2 separate regions of the Hordeum vulgare genome follow, and region 1 is linked to region 2. A link is a contact called in public Hi-C data. All regions are on one chromosome and are shown on one strand. The core of a region is the stretch at or near the end of the contact, and the rest is flanking DNA. Distances in the headings are between cores, read along the strand shown.

Region 1 (4,834 bases), core at 1,346-3,845, 560 kb before region 2:
TAAAATCCAGGTGATTCATTAGTCTATATTTAGGAAAAGATTACTGGGAAGCAGGTAGAATTATCAGCCTTTTCAACATACAGTGTGCGGGTCTGGTTCGTTCGTGTAGCGCCCTGCGAGTATGATCGAAATGGTAGGCAGAACAAAGGTGTATGATCCACCAATCACCGCAGGCAATCGGGTACCAAAGAAACTCTGTAGAAGGGTGTTGATTCCAGCCACAAACAGCAATGTCTGGATAACAACTGCCTTGTCCTCCTAGCAAAGTTGAAACACCATTAGTCATCAATCAACAGATTCAGTCCAAAGCAACACCACTTGGTAATCTAGTGTAGCCTTACATTGTTCCCTCCCATCTGTGGAACAAGTGCAGTAGGTATGATAACAGTAGTTCCAAGCATGACCAGATAATGCTGAAAGCCAAGAAGAATGGCCTCCGCTGCATTATGTAAGATTTCATAATCAAATTTCAGAACCAAGTCATATAAGTTACACAGAATATAGTGGAAGTGTATAGATAAACTATTTCAATAGTTAAATTTTCCTGCTTTCTGTAGACATACTTCGCAAGGCAGGCTAGCAAAAAGATAAGAAGCAAAACATATTTTGTTGATCAAACTTTGAAGAAATGCATACAAAAATATAACTGCCGATATGACCACATCATCCAGTTTGAACAAGGACTTCTTGTTCATCATTTTTCCATGCAGAGTTCAACCTTACAACTCTCCCATGTAATGAGCAAGAGTTCAAGACATAAAAGGACTGTCATTAACACCCCCCCCCCCCCGGTCCTGATGCGTACAGAACTAAGTTCAGGAAGGGCGCGCATTAAATGCATAAAGAAGATTAGGATATAACAAAATAATGTGACTCTTTATTTGCAGTGTCAGCTTTACATGTTTATTTGACTCGGTTCAGACTCAGACACAGACAAGTGACTCATAACCAAACAAGAATTCGATCTTCTACAAAATGGATCATACTTATTACCGGCAGTACTATTTGTACTGAAGCGCCCGTACACAGAGCAAGCCGGTACATCCCTGCATTAACTTAAACAAAGCTGCTTGGAAACAAGCTACTACTATCTATCTAAAACAAACAAAGAATGTCTGATAACGCAGAAGGCAGAAAATGGAAATGAAAACGCCCTGCCAAGTATCTGGAGCATGAATGCAGCTGAGTGTGACAACGATGGGTGGACACGGACCTCCGGTTTGGAACCACCTACCGACACGGTCAGTGCCTAGGAATTCACTGGAACCACAGCACGGAACACGCCAAGTAAACATAGAAGAAGATAGTAGATCGGCAACAATATACTTATATAGTAACCGGAAAGAACGCCCGGTGCACGCGGTAAAGCAGAAACGAGTCAACGCGTGAGTTCATATGAAACCTTGGCTCATTTGTACTACCACCGTACAAAATCACAAATATAGCACCAGATTCCCGAAAACTCGTGAGAATAGAAGCCAGAATCAAAGGTAGATTGAGAAACCAGACCGCGACTTGAACATCAAAGGTGGGAACAACACCAAGAAAATCCATCGAAAAAACCCCACCCATCCGACAATCATGCAAATTCCTTGTCTGTTGAATGTCGAGTAGCATCAAGCCATCAATCAACACGGGTCAAAGCTTTGCAGCGTCAGCTATTATTATCGGATACAGATAAACTATGCAGAGGATATTCAACGCGGAACCTCATTAAAGCGCATTAATAAACTACTTGCAGGGGGAACAAAACGGAAAAGGCAGCCCGCTTTTTATTTTGGAGGAATATCCGAGTGAGAAACCGGGGAGGAAAGCTCGGGCGGGCAGGCGGGCAGGCAGATCTGGCGGCGGTTCCTCGCCGCGCAACAAGCCCGAGCGAAAGCGAGGCGCATCTGCGAGCCCCATCCACCAACCACCGAGGCCACGAAACCCACCACCCCCGAAAACGACGGGAGCAACGGCATGACCAGCAAGCAAGCAAGCAGCCCGTCCGTCGCCATCGCGACCGGGAAAACCCAGCCCCGCGAAGAGAAACCCCGAAACGGACGCCCGGAAAACCGCCGGTGATACGAGAGGAAGGGAGGGAGGAAGGGAGCGGAGCGGAGCACTCACGCCACGGAGGAGGGCTGGTGATGCAGTAGGAGACCCCGGGCAGCTGGTCCTTGACGGGGTGCGGCGCCATGTCGTCCTGCTTCTGGCCCCCGCCCCCGCCCCCGCCCCCGCCTCCGGCCATCTCTCCCGCGCCCCTCCGCCCCGCCTCAGATCACGCGCGCTCCTCCTCCTCCTCCTCCCGAGACCTCAAACCAGAGCCACAATGCGAGCCCGTGGAGCGGTAGCGGGGCAGTGAGGAGTGGGGGAGTGGCGTAGCGGTACAGCGGCCTCCAGTGGTGGTAGTGGTGGTGGTGGTATGGTATGGTAGTAGTACCACGGCTCCTCCCAAGGAAGGACGCTACCGCTAGCGTGTGGTGCTTGCGCTGCTGGGTGGTGGGTCCGTCGGAAGCGGTCAAAAAAGCGGCTCCAGCACGGCGCGCCGCTGCTGCGGTGCAGAGCGGGGTGGCAGGAGGAAGCGGTTGTTTTGTTCTGCCCCGCGTCGTCACCCTACCCCCTCTCTCTCTCTCTCTGCCTCGGTTTTGCCTTTGGCGTGGGGAGGGAAGGACGAGGGAGGGAGGGAGGGAGCGGTTCACGGCACCGCGCACGCCGGCGCAGCGGTCCAAAACCGCATTTACGCCCCCGCTTGTCCTGCGCGTGCGGCCCCTTGCGCCCCACCGCGAATCTCCCCTGTAGCTACAAGTATCCCACTGTACCAGTACTAGTACGTACGTAGCACTCCTCTTCTCTCTCCCCTGCCCCTGCTCGTGCTCGGCGGAGACGACGCTTCTGCGTGGCTTCTCCGCTTCTCGGATGGGAGTTCCGCATTCGCGGTGAAATCTTTCAGGGAAGCGTATTTTTGGAGTGGTGGTGGATAGATTTGGGCATTCGGTTTTCCGTTCCCGTTTCCTGGCCCGGTTGTTTGTTGCCTGGCTGGATGGCTCTTCGACTCGCCCCGGGTTTCCTGGTCGGCGGCGTGGCTGGGAACGTGGTTCCATCATGGATTGTGCGTGAAGAAAGGGGTTTTCCACCTTGCCCGGCCCAGCACTGCCACGGCAGTGCATGCACTGCACTACAGTGCTTTTCCTTGGGGAGCTGCTATGCAAGACAAGAGGAAAAAGAAGGGTAAAAGCCATGTCGACTGACTGAATTATTGTGCCTGTTTTCGGCAGGAAATGCCTTGTATACATATACATGATGAGGAGGTACTAGTACTACTCGTACTCGTACGAGCCGGATGGACGGGCTCCCTCCTCTTTTCACTTTCCCGTGTCCTGTTCCGCGGGAGATGTGAAAACAGCACGCAGGTGCGTACAGGGATGATGCTTTTGGCGACCTGTACGCGAACGCAAAGCAGCGCCGCCGTACGCACCGCGGCCCCCTATCATTGTGCTCATCCGCCTGCTGCCGCCCTTGCCGGCACCCCCCGTTTACTGCCGCGGCAGCATTTCGTTCGCTTTTTCCTCGCCGGGGCAGCCTCTCTCTCCATCTACGCGATGATTGGATTAGTCACGGACGGGCTCACACGCAGCAGCAATCCAATCCGCAGACAGCCCCACGGCACGGCATGTACATTATTCCCCCATTTATTTATTCCTGAATGAAACACCGTCGTGCGGATCAAATCTAATCTACAGAGACCACCACATGCTGCTGCTGCCGCCTGCTGGCCATCGTCCAACTACAGCTCCACTAGTCCACTATACTTACCGCGAGCAAAGTGCATGTCCTGACCATCCCCCCGTGGTCGTTAACCCAGGGCAGTGTAGTTTATTACCGGTAGTAGCTAACCTGCCTCGAACCGCTGAGGTTTTCCCGGCAAAAAGAGAAGCGCTGGCTGGGTTTTAGCAGGAGCAGTACCACAGGGTGGGCATTGATTAGGGAAAATGCGTGCATGGAGATCCCGGCCGTGCATGCAATGATTCATTTGAAGCGATCAATGAAGGTTGGCAGCAGGTTGGCGTGTGTATGTATGTAGGAGTAGCTCTCTGATGATGACTAGGCAGTGCAGTAGTAGTACTCCTACAGGGGAAGCAAGCAAAATGGGACAAGCGAGGGATACCCGCGACTGTTCAGAACCTGAAGAAGTAAATGCAGCGGAGTGAAGGATGTCACGCCAAAACTCTCTTCTGCGTTCATTGTCGGTCGGCTTGCGTTTACGGAATTGATTACGGAGCGTGATGAACGCGCAAGGTGGTCAAACGTTATTGCTGGGAGTAGGTATTACAGTACTATACTGTGCTGCATGCGTCTTGCACAAAGCCGATTTAAGGGCTGTGCACGCAGCAAAGGTGTCAGGAGTAAAAGCGCGGCTTGGGCTAGAGAGCGCGGGTTCCCCTGTTGCGTTGTGGGGGTGTCGAACGGGAGCCGTCTGATTGGAATTGACGGCGGATCGGCTGAAAGAGTGTGCTTGGTCAGTGCTGGTACCGTAGAGCCGTTCGAGTGGAGCGTACCTGCCCAAACGGGCTGCCCGACACGGCCCGTCAGAATCGTGTTTGGCACGGCACGGTCCGTTTATTGCCGGTCCACATGCTCGGGGTCCAGGCGCAAGCACGGTTCGGAGGCTATACGGGTCGACCCATCGGCACATCAGGCCCGCTGGCTTGTTAGGATTTTAGTATTTTAGACCGTTATTTGGGTTGATTTCGACCTGTTCGGTTATTATTTGGATCGATTTTGACATAGTGGGCTATTTTTTTGTTAATTTTGATCTATTGGGCTTTTTTATCTTATATATATAGAAAAA
Region 2 (5,040 bases), core at 1,874-4,373:
GTTGTTGGCATGTCCATCAGTGTTGTAATGGTGTGTCTTATTTTTGTGATGCAAATTACCCTGGATTAGTTTCTTATCTTTTCCATTGAAATTTAGCAGGGAGAACCTATGAGGAGAAAAGCATGGGCACACATCGTTAAGATTAATGCTTTTTAAAGCTGGTCGCTTCAAGTTCTCAACTCGCTGAAATTGTTAGTGAGGTTGATTTGCAAGTTACAAATCCAAGTTCAGTTAACACTTCTGATCAAGATATGCTAGACATGGTAAATGTTGTAGAACAAGAAGAAGTCATAACAACACCTTATGACAAAGACTGTGGTAAACGTTGTCAAATTTCAGAGCTCCCACCAGACAAGCAAGATGACACTCGACATTTTTATATATCTAAGGGAGCATATCGACCAGAGTTGGAAGAATACCCTCTGACCTTTTTGGAAATTAATGGCAAAGGGGGAGAAATATGAAAGCTACCAATAAGCTTACATAAAGGGGGAGAAATATCAAAAGGGGGAGATACATGTTCCTAAGGGAAGGTCTGCCTAAGGGGAGATCTACCTAAGGAGATATATCAAATCTTACATATTCAGGGGAGCAACACCATTAAGGGGGAGAGAGAGATAAAATTGTTTCAGATATTTTTTCCACTATCTTTGGATTGAACTTGTCTTCCCCTATCTACTCCTAATACCTACATGCTATGATTCACGGGAGAGGTAATCTTACTTATTCATTCTTAAGGGAGAAAGTTCTAAACTCTCTTGGAGACATATCTATCATCAAATCAGAATTCTCATATGTCTTCAATATCTTGGTACCTTTGAAGCTCTTTGCATCCTTACAATAGAGTACTCTTGTGTTGTCTAACATTTGTTTTCCCAGTTGTAGTCCTACTGCTAAGACTCTCAAGAACCTCAAGGTAAGTATATGCATCATATCCTTGTTCACGATGATCTCTTGTCTCTTGCACATATTGTTTGCAAGAGTGAGTCTTGAACATGGAAGTTCTTCACTCACATATCTTTGATGCATATAGCCAAGATTTACATGGCATGTCTTGTCCTTCTATCATGTGTGTGCCCATGCAGTCAAAAGCAACTATCCTTTAAAAGGGATTGCACACATTTAGGGGGAGCTTGCACTGGTCATGTATCTTTCAAAGCGGACATATTCTAATGCTTATCTTCATTTGAAGCTTTGTTTGTGTGTTGTGATTCAGTAACCAACTTTCTGTACCACCAACTTTCACATCGGTGCCATCGAGATTCAGTGACCAACTTTTTGTTGAGAAGATTCCAAGAATCGCAATTTCCGATTTTGAAATCGGTCTCACCGAGATTTGGAAACTAGTCTAGGTCATCGAATCGATACCACCGAGATTCATATATCGGCCTCATCGAGAATTCAAAAGTTGACACATTTAGTGCAACTCGGTACCACCGAGATTCGGTGTCACCGAGTTGGGCAATAATGTTGTAACAGTTGGATTTTGGGGATGCCTATATATACCCCTCCACCCACCTCTCATTTATAGAGGAAGCACTTAAAACACACTTATACTTGCGAGATCCATTCTTGTGAGAGAGAGCCACCTACTCACGTGTTGAGATGAAGAGATTCCATTCCAACCATTTGAACCTTGATTCATAGCCTCCCCAAGTTGCTTTCCACAAGATCAATCTCTTCTACCCCTGCCAAATGTGTGTGAGAGAGTGATTGAGTGTTGAGGAGACTATCTTTAGAAGCACAAGAGCAAGTAGTTCATCGTTCTACAACATCTATTACCTTTGGGAGGGTGGTGCCTCCTAGATTGGTTAGGCGTCGCTTTGGAGCCTCTCACTTCGTGCTGTGGAGTTGAACCAAGATGTTTGTAAGGGCAAGGAGATCGCCTACTTCGTGAAGATCTACCATGAGTGAGGCTAGTCTTGTATGGGCGAAAGCCATGGTGGAATAGGCAAGGCCGCTTCTTCATGGACCCCTTGCCGGTGGAGCCCTCTGTGGACTCTCGCAGCCGTTATCCTTCGTGGGTTGAAGTCTCCACTAACATGGACGTATGATAGCGCCACCTATCGAAACCATGCCAAAAATCACTGTGTCAACCTTTGCGATCTTCCTAAACTCTACTTCTTATTACGTATGCGGAGTCTTTACTTTTCGCTGCCATATTTGTTGACTAGCATGTGTAGGATGCACTAGACTTGTTAGAAATGCTAAAATCTGTCAAGCACTAAAATTGAAAAAAGACTAGGATTTTAATTTATGCAAGTAGTCTATTCACCCCTGTAGACACCTCTTCTATCGACCCACACAAGACCAGTATGGCTCATATCAACAAGGTGATAGAAAAGCAAAATGAGAAACTACCTACCGATGCAAGATTGAGCCTTAAGACTACCATCGATGCCATGAGGTTAGCATTTTTTTACATCAACTAAGATTTGGCATGAATTAATGTTTTGATATCCAACATCTAGTCGCTACCTCATTTTCAGCTAGATGTGTGCACCAAAACCTTGTTCGACATGATTATTTTGTCTTATGATATTTTGTATCTACCTTGTTCGACATGATTATTTTGTACTAGATTTATTTTTCTTTTACTTGCCTTGGCTTCCGTCACTGCGGTGAACTGCCGACTGTCCGGCAGCCGGCCAACCGAGACTTGCCGCAGCCGTACTCCCCGCATGGCACTGCACTGCAACACGTCGGCACCACAGGAAATCGCCACCGCTCCAAGTCAAAACAGCGGCCCACCCGCAGCGACCGCGCCAGGCAGGTCAGAGAGCGTGAGCCAGCCGCACCGAGCAACGCAGGCCGAGCCGAACTGTCAGAAATGCCCCTGCTGCCCCCGTCTCCTCCCACTCCCCACAGCAGCACGACCCGCACCCCAACCCCAATCCCCCCCCCCCCCCCATCTCTCTCCTCGACCTCGCGCGCCGTCTCTGCCGCGATCCCTCCCTCCCCACTCCCCCCAAATCGCCGTTTTTTTCTCGCCCCCTCCCACCCCCCCCCCCCACCCCGCCTCGGATCGCGCCCGAACCCCTCGCCCGCCCCGCCCCGCCCCGCCGACCCCACCCCAAACCCCCAATTCTCGCGCCGGCCCTGCGCGCAATCGGCCCCGATTCCGGCCCGAATTCGACCGCGCCGAGGCCTGCCGTCTCCGGCGGGCGTCCCGCCTCCGCAGGAGCGGGTTCGATGCGGGGTCGCGCGGCCCGGACGGAGCCCCCGCGGATCTAGGGTTTCGGTGCTAGGGTTTACCGCAGGCGGTGGCGATCGATCCGGTGATGGTGCGGCGCGGCGCCGGCAGCCGCCGAGGAGGGGTCGATGCGGGGCCATGCGCGGCGGTGAGCGGCCTCTCGTTCGGCACATGTGGCCGGCAACTCGCGTAGAGGCAGAAGCAGCAGCTCCAGCTTCGGCACGCGGACCTCCTCCTCCCGCCCCTTCCGGTTCGTGTGCCCCCCTTACACCGCTGACAACATCCCACCCTCCGGTGCCGACGACTCCCCCAGCCACGCCGCGAAAGCAGCAGCAGCAGGTCGTCCGTTCTCCGCCTCCGGTGTCACCTGACGACTTCTTCGTAAAGGTGCCTCATCTGATGGGAATACCCTTTGGAATTTGCCAGTATCGTAATTGCTCTTATGCTTCTGCTTGAAATTTTTCATCTATATTATGTACTGTAACTAGACTAGATTTCTTTCTGCTCTTGGGAGAATAGAGAGAGATGGACATGTAAGGAAATTATGTGTTTATAAACTTGAGTTTTTATCTGTTGAATTGGATGCACCGAAAGGTCCACCCAAAAGCCCAAGGGGAAAGTCGATCAATATATTTCAACACAACCTCTCAGTTTTAGGATCTTTCAAACCTCACATGGGCATTGTCGGCCATAACTATTTTATCCATAGCGCGTTCACGAGTCTTGAACACGAGGCTTCCTTTATCGGATGCCTTAGTGGGAAAGGTTGTCAATATACTTCAGCAATATCATAATTGTTGTTCTGCATCTGCTTGAAAATTATCATCTGTATACTGTACCTAGACTGCTGCCTCTTGAACCTAGGAAATTAGAGATGGTGGTCTCCAACACGTAAGAAAATCATGTGCTCTCTAAACTTGAGTTGCATTATTCGAATGGCATGCACTGACCATTTTGCCCAAAAGCTTGAGCTGAGGGGGAAAGGTGGTGAATATATTTGAACACCCCCATCAGGTCTAGGCTCTTTTATACCTTATAATTAACTTGGGACCGATGTAGCCTGTGGGTCTTGACCTTGAGACCTTTTGTCTCTGATGCTGTATTGAATTGCATGCACTAGCCAGTTCACCCAATAGCTCAAGCTGATTGGAAAGGTGGTTATTTGAACAGCGTGCTAGCATGAGGTGCTAACATGCTAAGAGCTGGGTCGGTGTGCGTGTTAGAACCTAATTTGATCATATAATTGGCTCTTGGTATAGGAGTAAGAAAATGATGTTTAAGGCATTTTACAAGCATTATGTTGGTCATTGGTGATTTGGTGTGGACATACGTGTTTCATGGTAAGCCATGCCTTACTTATGCTGGAGTTTGCCACAGTGATGTGTTTTACCTGCTGTTTGCACATCTTTAGTTGTTTGTTTTGCTGATGCACTACATACTAGGAAATTCCTAAACAGTTGCTGATTATTGAGCTTATATATTGCAAAGTAGGAAAATAAGAAGCAAAAATGGAGACCAGACCTAAAACGTGGGTATATTGATATCTCCTTCTGCTGTTTACCCTAGCTGTTGTGCTCCGTGATGCATTATAAGTTTATAGTTTTCCTTTTGAGAAGAAAGTTCTTCTAGGTTTGTATATGCTGGTTATTGTTGCAGATCGACAAACCTAGCAAAAAAGAACTCACTTGCCCAAGCTGTACAGATAGGACATTTTACTTGGTGGCCGTCTTTCAACTGTTTGTTGGGTCCATCACTTAATGTTCATTAGCTTCGTCTGAATTACAAAAAATGTTATTGCACCTCACTTATGAGGAAATAAATCTGAATCATGGTGTCGCTGTGGTCTA

The links. A called contact is a pair of places that touch in the nucleus more often than the background predicts.
Region 1: a contact with region 2 is called in a Hi-C map of leaf, with 3 times the contacts expected there. The contact joins the promoter of LOC123402522 here to the promoter of LOC123402758 in region 2. A contact is called at or near these places in 2 of 6 Hi-C or Micro-C datasets (leaf and seedling).

What each region holds. Positions count from the first base shown.
Region 1 is chr6H:508,966,432-508,971,265 of MorexV3_pseudomolecules_assembly, reverse strand. LOC123402522 (nucleobase-ascorbate transporter 6-like) reads right to left here and starts at 2,595. Exons shown (of 14, transcript XM_045096442.1): 1 at 2,113-2,595; 2 at 342-439; 3 at 82-258. The coding sequence starts at 2,233.
Region 2 is chr6H:508,402,511-508,407,550 of MorexV3_pseudomolecules_assembly, reverse strand. LOC123402758 reads left to right here and starts at 3,123. Exons shown (of 4, transcript XM_045096713.1): 1 at 3,123-3,580. The coding sequence starts at 3,332.